Regions from separate parts of the Mus musculus genome. Here region 1 is linked to region 2. Evidence: chromatin contacts called from public HiChIP or PLAC-seq data. All regions are on one chromosome and are shown on one strand. The core of a region is the stretch at or near the end of the contact, and the rest is flanking DNA. Distances in the headings are between cores, read along the strand shown. Region 1 has its middle 140 kb from the start of Gm35255. Region 2 overlaps Gm34941 (a long non-coding RNA gene).

Region 1 (4,593 bases), core at 1,583-4,082, 400 kb after region 2:
CTCAGGTGCTAGGTACAACTGAGAACATAACTCCGAGGGAGCCATATACTCCATTCAGATCAACATAAGAACAACACAAGTCATGCTGGCCAGTTCTAGTAAGTGAAGCCCTCTTTAGGTCCCACGGTCATGGATCAAAGCTATTTTATGTCTCCCTATTATTTTATCTTCTGTAATACTCACTTTGTTGCCATGGCCATAACTAACACTAAATCAATAATCTTGTTTCTCATGGCCGGCCAGCCATTCATTAATGAGAGCAGTGAGCCCATCTTCGTCCTCCTTTGGCCTAACTTTTCTCATGTCTTCTACAGACGTCAAGAGTGAGGTAGCAGTTTCTCGAGCTTGTGCTCTGCTCCTGTTGTATGGATAGGAGTCTAGAAGCATGACGGGTCTGGAGGGCTGTGTGGTTGTCGTTAGCAGTGGGAAAGTGCACACAGCAGCTGCGGCAAGCTTCCAGAAGCAAACATGCAACCCAGGGGCAGCCCAGAACAGGCAACCCAGGGGCAGCCCAGAACAGGCAGGCGCATAACGTGATCACGTTTCCATCACAGGAGTTTAGAAACTCCAGATGGGTAAGGTTAAAAATATTTTAAGGAAGTCTTTCCTGAGGTATGCCTGTTCTTTTGAGATTTTAGTTTTAGTTGGGCTCAGGTGAGCATGAGGGAGCAAAAACCATGTAGAAAAGAAGAGGAAATAACAAATATGCAGGGCATCAAGTTGAGTGTCGTTTGTGATTGGTTTTCCATTATTAACAGTGTTTCTGAGAAGTCACAGACACTGTGCAGCAACATGGGAGGGGTCCTCAGAGCTCCCTCTGCCCGTCATTAACTCTGCACCACATAGCTGGATGGCTGTCCCCACCCTGCATGGAATTTTATTCCCCTTTCCCTTGTCCCTCTACCCCGTCACACAAGGTCTGAGTGTGCGTGTGCCTATAGTCAAACTGAGTTCTAAAATTCTCTTTACAAATGTAAAATTAAAGAGCCCTTGCTTCTCCGGTTTTACTAATAGTTTCACCACAGGGGTGCTTTATACAGTATTCACCAACTATCTACTAGTGTACCATGGCCTACATTTTCCCCAAACCAAAATGTTGCTGGCATACAGGAAGTAGGAAGCTACCCTATAGTAGAATGACCAGTAGATCCTGTTATAGAATAACGAATCCGATCTGCCCGTCTGTTCACCTAAAATACAGATAATGTACGGATTAAAACTTTAGGCAGAAAGAAGAGCAGAGTTTAAACATTATCTAGAATCTTTGCTTGAGTGTCAGATTAGGACTGTACTGTACAAATCTGAATCTCACTCACCTATCAGCTATGAAGGCAGTTCACAGGAAAAAGGAGGTTTGGGCCAGTACCTGGGAATGGAAGGCAAGAGCTTTGCATACTGGTTTAATCACTGCTGAGAAGGAGACAACAGACTTCTGTCAGCCTCCTGTAAGTCCAACAGGAAGACAATAAGGTCTAAGAACCCAGCTTTCAAGTGTCCATGGAGTGGGAAGGTCACACTTCCATCAGGACACAGGATTGGCATGTGAGAGTGGGCATTGTGTGAGCAAGTCCTTAGGGATCTGTGAGAAAGGAAGCCAACAAGAATATCTGAGCTACATTCTAGAACAGACCACCACACCGTGTCTAAATGCATAGACACGAATCTACACACATGTATGAAACATGCTTCTGTGTGTCTCTCTTTAAAATAGACTATACATGACTACGTATAATAGATTGCACACAGTCTTGTGTAATAGACTATACGTACATTTATATACATGTAAGAACATACTCCCGTGTGTCTGGAATCTGTATGCAGAAGCATGACTGTTCACTGGCTCTAGTCAGTGAAGCAGCTCATTCCTTGCTATGAGTGTGTGTGTGTGTGTGTGTGTGTGTGTGTGTGTGTGTGTGTGTGGTGTGGTTTGTGTGTGGTGTGTGCCTCTTAAGGACATAGTTGCATAATATAATTTCAATGGAAACAACACTATCGGAAAACTCAAGCATCCTTCATTTTGAGTCCTTCCTTGACTGTCCCCTCTTGTGTTAGAGCTTCAACCACAAAACACAGAAGTATGTTCAACGCCTTGATTTTTTATTTTTTGGTTTTTGTTTTCTACAGTGGATCTTTTTCAATAGCATATATAGCATTTTTATTTTTCTTTAAAAAGACAAAAATGGGGAAAATTTTTCCCCTCATCTTTTTGCCAGTCGCACCATGGATGTCCACATACACATTTTAGCATAAAATGTTTCCTTATCGTGGGGGTAAACAGCACATCTCCCCCAACACCAAGATAGAGGGTTCTTCACTAACAGATAGTATGATTTAATTAGAAGCTATCAGAAGCGTGGGTGCCAGCCTGCTGTCTGTTCGATTATTTCAGTTCTCTGTAATCTGTTTGCTTATGCCTACAGCAACTTGTTGATATGGGAAGTCTCTGGGGAGAAACAGCAGAAAAAACAATGAGAGGCATCAGATTTAATAAAGTATCTAAGCAAAGTCTCAAAACGACACCCACACTATGAGGGAAAGCCAAATTTGCTTTTTCTGAGGGGAATTTGTGTTGGTCAGGGAGGGTTCCCGGAGGCTTTGTTTGGAGGCCTTGATGTGTAACCAGTGCACTATAGGCCGCCCTTCACCCTTGGCCTCCTCCTACCACCGCTCTGCCCACCCATACTGACACCGCGGGGGAAGGGTTTCAGAGCAGAAAGAATCAAAAGCTGAGGGACGGGGGAAAAAAGTGCTTTTCAGGGTCTGATGTGTGGGAATCAAATGAGAGGCCTAGCTCAAATCCGGTCGCCAAGCAACCGAAGTGCTACGCTGAGGGAATATCATTAAAGTTAGAAAGTAAGCACGGGCTCTGAATTAGTAAGCCAGGCCCAGGCTGGAGGGTGCGCCCCGACTCTCCAAAGAGGACAAGTGGGGGGCTTTGCGGAGCTAAAGGAGGAGAGGAGAGAGAGGCAGAGAGAGAACGCAGCTGATTTGTAGAGTTTTTTCATAAGAAAAGACAATGGCTGTCCAGACATAGGGTTAGTGGTGAAATATGGAAACGGCCTTGCTGCAGCTGGCTCTCTGACACAAGATTAATAAGTTGCTGTCTCCTAGCCGACCAGAACCTAGTGGGAACTATCCGGCATTTTATCTTGAATTGTGGGTAACAGCCTTATTGCAAGCTGGCCTAGTTTACTGCTCTGCTTTCTCCCCATCTCCCAAAGTGCAGCAAACATCTGTGCCTCTAATGAGGTCATCATTGAGGGTGTCCAGAGAGCTGGGCCCTGAGAACTGACCTCACCATTGCCTGAACACACATGACAAGTGCCGGGGTAGCAGGACAAATTAAATGGGGGGAGCTGGCACTCGGCTGTAAGTTAAGCTCTTAAGAAACTTTTTGCTGTGATGAGAGAGGGGGGTTAGGTTCAGATACAACAGCGCCACAAACCAGAAGGGAGCCCACAGAATTAGACATGGGCTCAGGATGGACATGACCACGCACACAAACAAGCCTCGCTTATCTGGGCCTGCCTTGGTGGAAATGGCCGTAGACCCACATGGTTTTAAAATGAAGCTCTGGTAGATTCAACCGTGTGTGTGTGTGTGTGTGTGTGTGTGTGTGTGTGTGTATACACATACACAGCATTTTCATGCCATTTACAAAGTAATTTGATCATGGGCACAGACAACAAACCAAGCTTCTCTGGAGAACCCCCGCCTCCCAAATAAAAACAACACCTCTAAACAAACATGTACCCAGAAACTCAAAGGGCCACAGCAATTTTGTTTAGTCATCTAATGTCAGAACACTGCAAGGATAGTGCTCCCTTAAAAAGAGCCCATCCTGAGGAGCCAGAAGCCAGCTTTAGAAGGAAGGGGGAACTTTAAGCTTGGAGGGAAGCTACATTGTGTCTATGATTTAATTTATAAGCATTTTAGGCAGTGTTAACCAGGGCTGGGCTGGCCACATCTGTCCAGTCAGCCCAGTCAAGTCAGAGGTGGTGTCGTTGATTCACAAGGATAAGATGTATACGAATAAAGTCCATGAAGGTAGATAAGAGCCAATAAAGTCTCAAAATACACCTAAAAATATCAATTCCCGTGAGTCAAGGGTCCGTTTGCAGACATGATTCCATACAGTGGAGCCCAGAGTGTCCTAGAGCTGTACTTTTAAAAGGAGTTCAATTCTAAAAAACAGGCATTTGGTGACAGGCTGGAATCTGTCAACTTTTGCTGTTCTGATACTACCATGTTTTCAGAGAACCATCACACAAGAGATGTGGGGGACTAGACGTGGAGAAACCTTTGCTTTCTCCAGAGCCAGTAAATGAACAAAAATCTTAACCAAATCTATAGTGTAGGCATCTTGGGAAGGAGAAGGCAGGAGCAGATGGGCTGAGCAGGAGGATGTCTTGGATACTTCTGACTGACCCTGAACATCTCCATGCTAACATCTGCCATCTGCGTTAAGCGTAAATGCCAGACATAGATGCGGGTTGATTCTGGACATGTGTTCAACATAGGCAAGTCAAGAAACCGTCTCAACAGCGATGCTAGAGAGAAGCCCAGAGTTACCCACAAAGCCGTCAGTTAAAA
Region 2 (4,968 bases), core at 555-3,054:
AAAAAAAAACAAAATCTAGACACCCAGTTAAATTTAGAGAGCCAGGCTTGGCATGTAGGAATTGGCTGGCCAACCAAACTAGACTGTTAAACAGTTTGTCTTTTACTGAGATATATTTACACCGGAAAATCTCAATTCATCTCAAATTTGAATTTGACTAGGTGTCTGGTTTTTGGTTTTTTTGTTTTGTTTTGTCTTGTTTTGGTTTTGTTTCTTGGTTGTTGTTTTTTCTCTCTCTCTTTTTCTAGAGAATTTCAACAATAAAAAACTCATAGTAGTCTGGAGGTGTTATTTTGGCTTTGTTGGTGGTGGTTTTTTTTAAGGTTTTATTTTCCCCCAACTCCTAAGGATTAAGGATTAAGAATTAAGAATATTAAGAATTCTATGACCTGCTGCAATCTTGGAGTAGGACAATACCTTCATGGCTCAAATATGTCAAACAGCAGACGATACCTATTTGTCAACGTATATGGCCAAAACAAGGTATGTGGCATGATGATAGAGCCAGAAACCCGTCCCCAGATAAGGAAACAGAGACCCTGGCACACTGAGCTGAACAGCAGTGAGGGCAAGCAGAACTGGAAGCCAGCTGCCACCCGTGCTAGAGGAACAGGTTGGAAAAACGAAAGTTCACCAAAATCACAAATGTCTGAGGCTTGACATATGGCTCGGTTGATAGGGTTCTTGCCTAAAATTCTCAAGGCCCATGTTGGATCCCAAATGCTACTCCGAACCAGGCCAAAGTAGGTTGTGGTAAACACCTGCAGTCCCAGCATTTGGGAGGTAGAGGCAAAAGGATCGATGACTTCAGCCCCAGAGAGAGCAGAAGGCCAATAACGCCACTTTAACAAACAAAGAAAGAGTTAGAAATATTAAAATAGCATCACATTAAGATAATCAGGAGTTTGCCTTTTGATTGGGTCATGTGGTTTTACTTAAAAGTTAAAGCATACAGGTACACACTGGATGGTGTTCGCCTGTCTTCGGGCTGACTTGAACCGTAAAACTTTCAGAAACCCAGAACATCAGTAGAACTTTCCTGGTCAAAATGCTCAGAGGAGCCCACCATGGCCTCAATGGGCCGGGCGGTCCTTCCTTGCTTTGGATAAGGCTTTCGAGATAGGGTCGAATTCGGTCCTGCTCTTCCCCCTAACACATCCGCCCTTGCTTTCTTTGACCTGCAGAGCCCTGTGGGACATAAACGCTATTATATAACGGCCCCTCCCATCGTGCTTTCACTGGCCTTTGATAGGACTTAAAAGGTGATTACATAGCTTCATTTATTTCTTTGAATACTCAAGTTTCATGGTCATTAAAGTAATCACAGACTCATCTCGGTCCCCATGTGAGGGCAATGCGGCAGTCTCTTCTTTAACCAGGATATCTCTCTCTCTCTCTCTCTCTCTCTCTCTCTCTCTCTCTCTCTCCACCCCCCTTTGGTCATCACCTCTCCCCTGCTCGATAGTCCCCTTCCCCCTTCAAACCTACCATAAAAGACTACAATAATTTAAATTTTGTCAACGAATCATGACATTTATTCAACTGGTCTCCAAACCACGAGAAGCTGGGTCTTGCACTGTTGAGAGCAAGCAATAGCAAAGAGCAGCTCAGCAAGGAAAGGGTTAATCGGGTGAGTAAAGGCTATTTTTAAATCTGGCCCCTGTCTGCCAGGCTTGAAAATCTACCCGGTACTGTAGAAATCCTAAATTGCACTGCCCTGCACCCCACTGAAAGTCTTCAGTGCGCTGTAAGACCTCCTCAGCATGGGGAAGATTGGGGGTGAGCCACTGGAGGAGGGGCGCAGTCTCGGCCTTTGTGCTGCAGGCCAGTCACGGAGGTCCTGCGGAGAAGGCGCACAGAAACCCTCGAGGCCCGCAGGAGCAGCCCCGCACAAAAGCGCGTTACATGCTTGCAAATCGCCCCACCGCTGTTATTTTATTTACTGTGGCCTGCGGGACAATTGTTTTCTCTTTGCAAAAATTTTCAGCCTCACGGGCTTTTCTCCTCCTCTGCAGCCATGGTCACTTGTACCACGAGGCCACATAGAGAAGTCCGTCGTCCTTACCGCCCCCCCCCCTCCCCATCTTCCTCAAGGAAGAGGAAAGATCCTGCCTGGGCAGGAGGCCACGGGAGGATGCGATCGATGAGTGCCCGCGTTTTGCTTTTTCTTCCAGGGAGACAAGATTGGAGAGCTGTGTGTTCCAAATAACAACTATCAGTCTCGTCTGGTCTACGTTGTTCTGGCTTTATTTGATTACTTTTGTTAGAGATGATGCCCATACTTTTCCTTGGGAACTTATTTACTGGGATGAGAAAAGGGAAAAAAAGGTCACATAAACTTCATCTGAATCAATTTTGCATCTGTAAATCCCAGTGATTTTTTTTTCCCAATTCTAAAATCGATATAAATGTCATATCATGATGGCTAGACATATGTTGTGAGTTTGACGTTTCTTTGCTTGGAAGGTTTGGAGGAAAAGAAGCTACCAAACCTAGTTATTTTTAAAACTCAAAATGGGTGAGGAATTGGGAACGGCCTGCTTGGTGGGTAGGAGCTTGCCACAGAAGCCTAGGGGCCTGAGTTCGATCCTGGGAACACATGTGGTAGAAGAGACCCAACTTCACAGTCATTCTCTGATGTCCTCCACAAAGGATCCATGACATGTATACACACACACACGCACACACTCGCACACACACACAAAATAATAATACATAAAATTTTAAAAATAAAACATCTCTGGGTGCAAGTTCTTTTTGTTACTCTCGTGTGAGGGCTTTTGCTGCAGCTTGCTTTTAAGACTCTCACAAGATAGCCTTGACTGGCCTGGAAAACACAGATTCACTTCCCTCTGCCTGCCTCTGGAGTTATGGGATTATAGGCATGCACCAATATGTCCCCACCAGTCTGCGGGTTTTGTTTGGTTTTGTGGTGTGTGTGTGTGTGTGTGTGTGTGTGTGTGTGTGTGTGTGTGTGCTTGCTCTAGATGTTCTCCACAGCTACAGCTTTCAGGACACTGATATGTCATATATCTCAAGTGTATACACACTTATGTACCTAGTAGGAGTCCCGAGTCTAATCTCATGGCTAGAGGGCAAAGGTTGCTTGTCCTATCCTTTGATGGATAATGCTTATTTGCTCCTTGCTGCCTAATAAAACAGTATGAAACTTGATTGCCTGAAACAGCTGTCATCCTTTCACTTCTCATGGAGCTGTGGTTCAGTTACCTGAGCATCCTCTGGCCCCAGTGGAATCACTAAGCCGTGTTATCTGTAATCCACCCGTTCTCAGCCTTCAGAGCGGTTCCTCACACAGTGCACAGGGAGACGTTGGTAATGGTTGGAGGCGATCAGTAAGTCATGCTACTTGACTGGTCAAACAGAAACCCATGCTTCTCCTCAAGAAATCTCCCTGCGGTTTTGGCATCCCGCAGCACGGTTGCAGGCTAGAAGTGTGTTAAGTTAAAGGGAAACGCATAGCCCTTGTAGGCTCAAACCTTGAACTGGCCAAATCCCTCTCTGTCATATTCTATTGGGCAAATCAAGTTGTGAGTTCAAACCATCCACAAGTGGAGAGGCTAAAAAGAGTGTGAGGAGTATGTCATTTTATGGCATCAATATAAAAAAGCAAAACAAAAAGCATGAGATGGTCCTAGAAGAGAGCAAGGATGATGCTCCATCATCCTCACGCCAGCATCTCTCTGAGAAGATATGGGGACAGAGTCACAGAATTGGGACTGCCTTTGTCCTTCCTGCTTGGTAAAATCTTGCTTGGGAAATGTACAAAGTTCTTTTTATTTCTTTCTTTTTTTTTTTTTTTTTTGGTTTTTCCAAGACAGGGTTTCTCTGTGTAGCCTTGGCTGTCCTGGAACTCACTCTGTAGACCAGGCTGGCCTGGAACTCAGAAACCCACCTGCCTCTGCCTCCCAAGTGCTGGGATTAAAGGTGTGCGCCACCACTGCCTGGCTCTTTTATTTCTTGAGGTTATAATTACATCCTCTATTTCCTCTCTCCAAACCCTCTCATATACTTCCTCTTGCTCTTTCAAATTGCTTTTCTTCTCATTAATTGTCATTACATACATACATACATATATGCGTGTGTCTATACACATATATTTCTATACATATACATGTACATATACATATACATATATTCCTGCTCAGACTGTACAGTATTACTCGTATGTATGTGTGTTTCAGGGCTGCACTTCGGCATTGGATAAACAGCTCATGTGCTTTTCCTTGGGGAAGACTATTCCTGCCACTCTTGCTCCTGGTTGCCTGTAGTTCTTTGTACAGGGGTGAAGCCTTGTGATCTCCTTCCAAACTCATCTTGGTCTGTCCATTCCTATCATCCTTATTCAGCTCATATTTAATCAGTCATGTCCTTTAATCTTCTCAGGTGACATTCCTAGGAGAGAGAGCCTCACAGCCGCCCCCTCCCCCACAATTCTTTGGCTTTTACAATCTTTCTGCCCAGTGTTCTGTACTATTCCCTGAGCCTTAGGGGTGTGTGTGTGTGTGTGTGTGTGTGTGTGTGTGTGTGTGTGTGTGTGTGAGAAGGGGTGAGGGTGGGGTTATAGCTGTAACCAAGTAACTGGGCCCCACGATTCTGCAGTGTGATTGGTTGGGGTTTTCTGTTATGATCTGTTGCAAAGAGTTTTCTTGATTAGGGATGAGGACTACTCTTAAGAAGCTAGATCCTGAAAAACGAATGTTTTGTTTGTTCCTTAAGGTTTTGGGTGCTGGTGCAGGCCTCTTATCTCATCAGCTGGGAAGTAGGCAAACTTCCAATTCACAGTGAATTTGAGGCTAGCCTGAGATATAGGAGTCCCTGCCTCCAAAAAACAAAACAAACAAACAAAAAAAACAGAACCAAAAGCCAAACCTATCCCAGGGAAGGAGAAGCTGCCTATCTTTATGCCTTTCTCTCCAGTTTATGTGGTCTGCTTCTCCAAGGCCAAGG

Evidence for each region. HiChIP or PLAC-seq counts read pairs in DNA pulled down with a chosen protein or histone mark.
Region 1: an H3K4me3 HiChIP or PLAC-seq map of embryonic basal ganglia shows a contact between it and region 2, with 5 times the contacts expected there. The contact joins two enhancer-like sites. A contact is called at or near these places in 5 of 115 datasets of contacts at active chromatin or transcription factors (astrocytes, embryonic basal ganglia, embryonic forebrain and 2 more) and 1 of 9 other capture datasets (embryonic trunk).

Annotation. Positions count from the first base shown.
Region 1 is chr3:35,085,724-35,090,316 of GRCm38.p6, forward strand. No RefSeq gene overlaps it. Among named protein-coding and RNA genes, the nearest start is that of Gm35255, 140 kb to the left of the region's middle. Within about 2 kb of position 2,833, at least 64 of the 459 cell types and tissues checked have an H3K27ac peak or open chromatin away from gene starts, as enhancers often do. A contact at or near this core is called in embryonic basal ganglia and embryonic forebrain, where this site is marked.
Region 2 is chr3:34,690,492-34,695,459 of GRCm38.p6, forward strand. It overlaps Gm34941 (a long non-coding RNA gene), which reads left to right. Exons shown (of 2, transcript XR_389667.3): 1 at 1-1,630; 2 at 2,016-2,430. Among named protein-coding and RNA genes, the nearest start is that of Gm34941, 3.6 kb to the left of the region's middle. Within about 2 kb of position 1,805, at least 64 of the 459 cell types and tissues checked have an H3K27ac peak or open chromatin away from gene starts, as enhancers often do. A contact at or near this core is called in embryonic basal ganglia and embryonic forebrain, where this site is marked.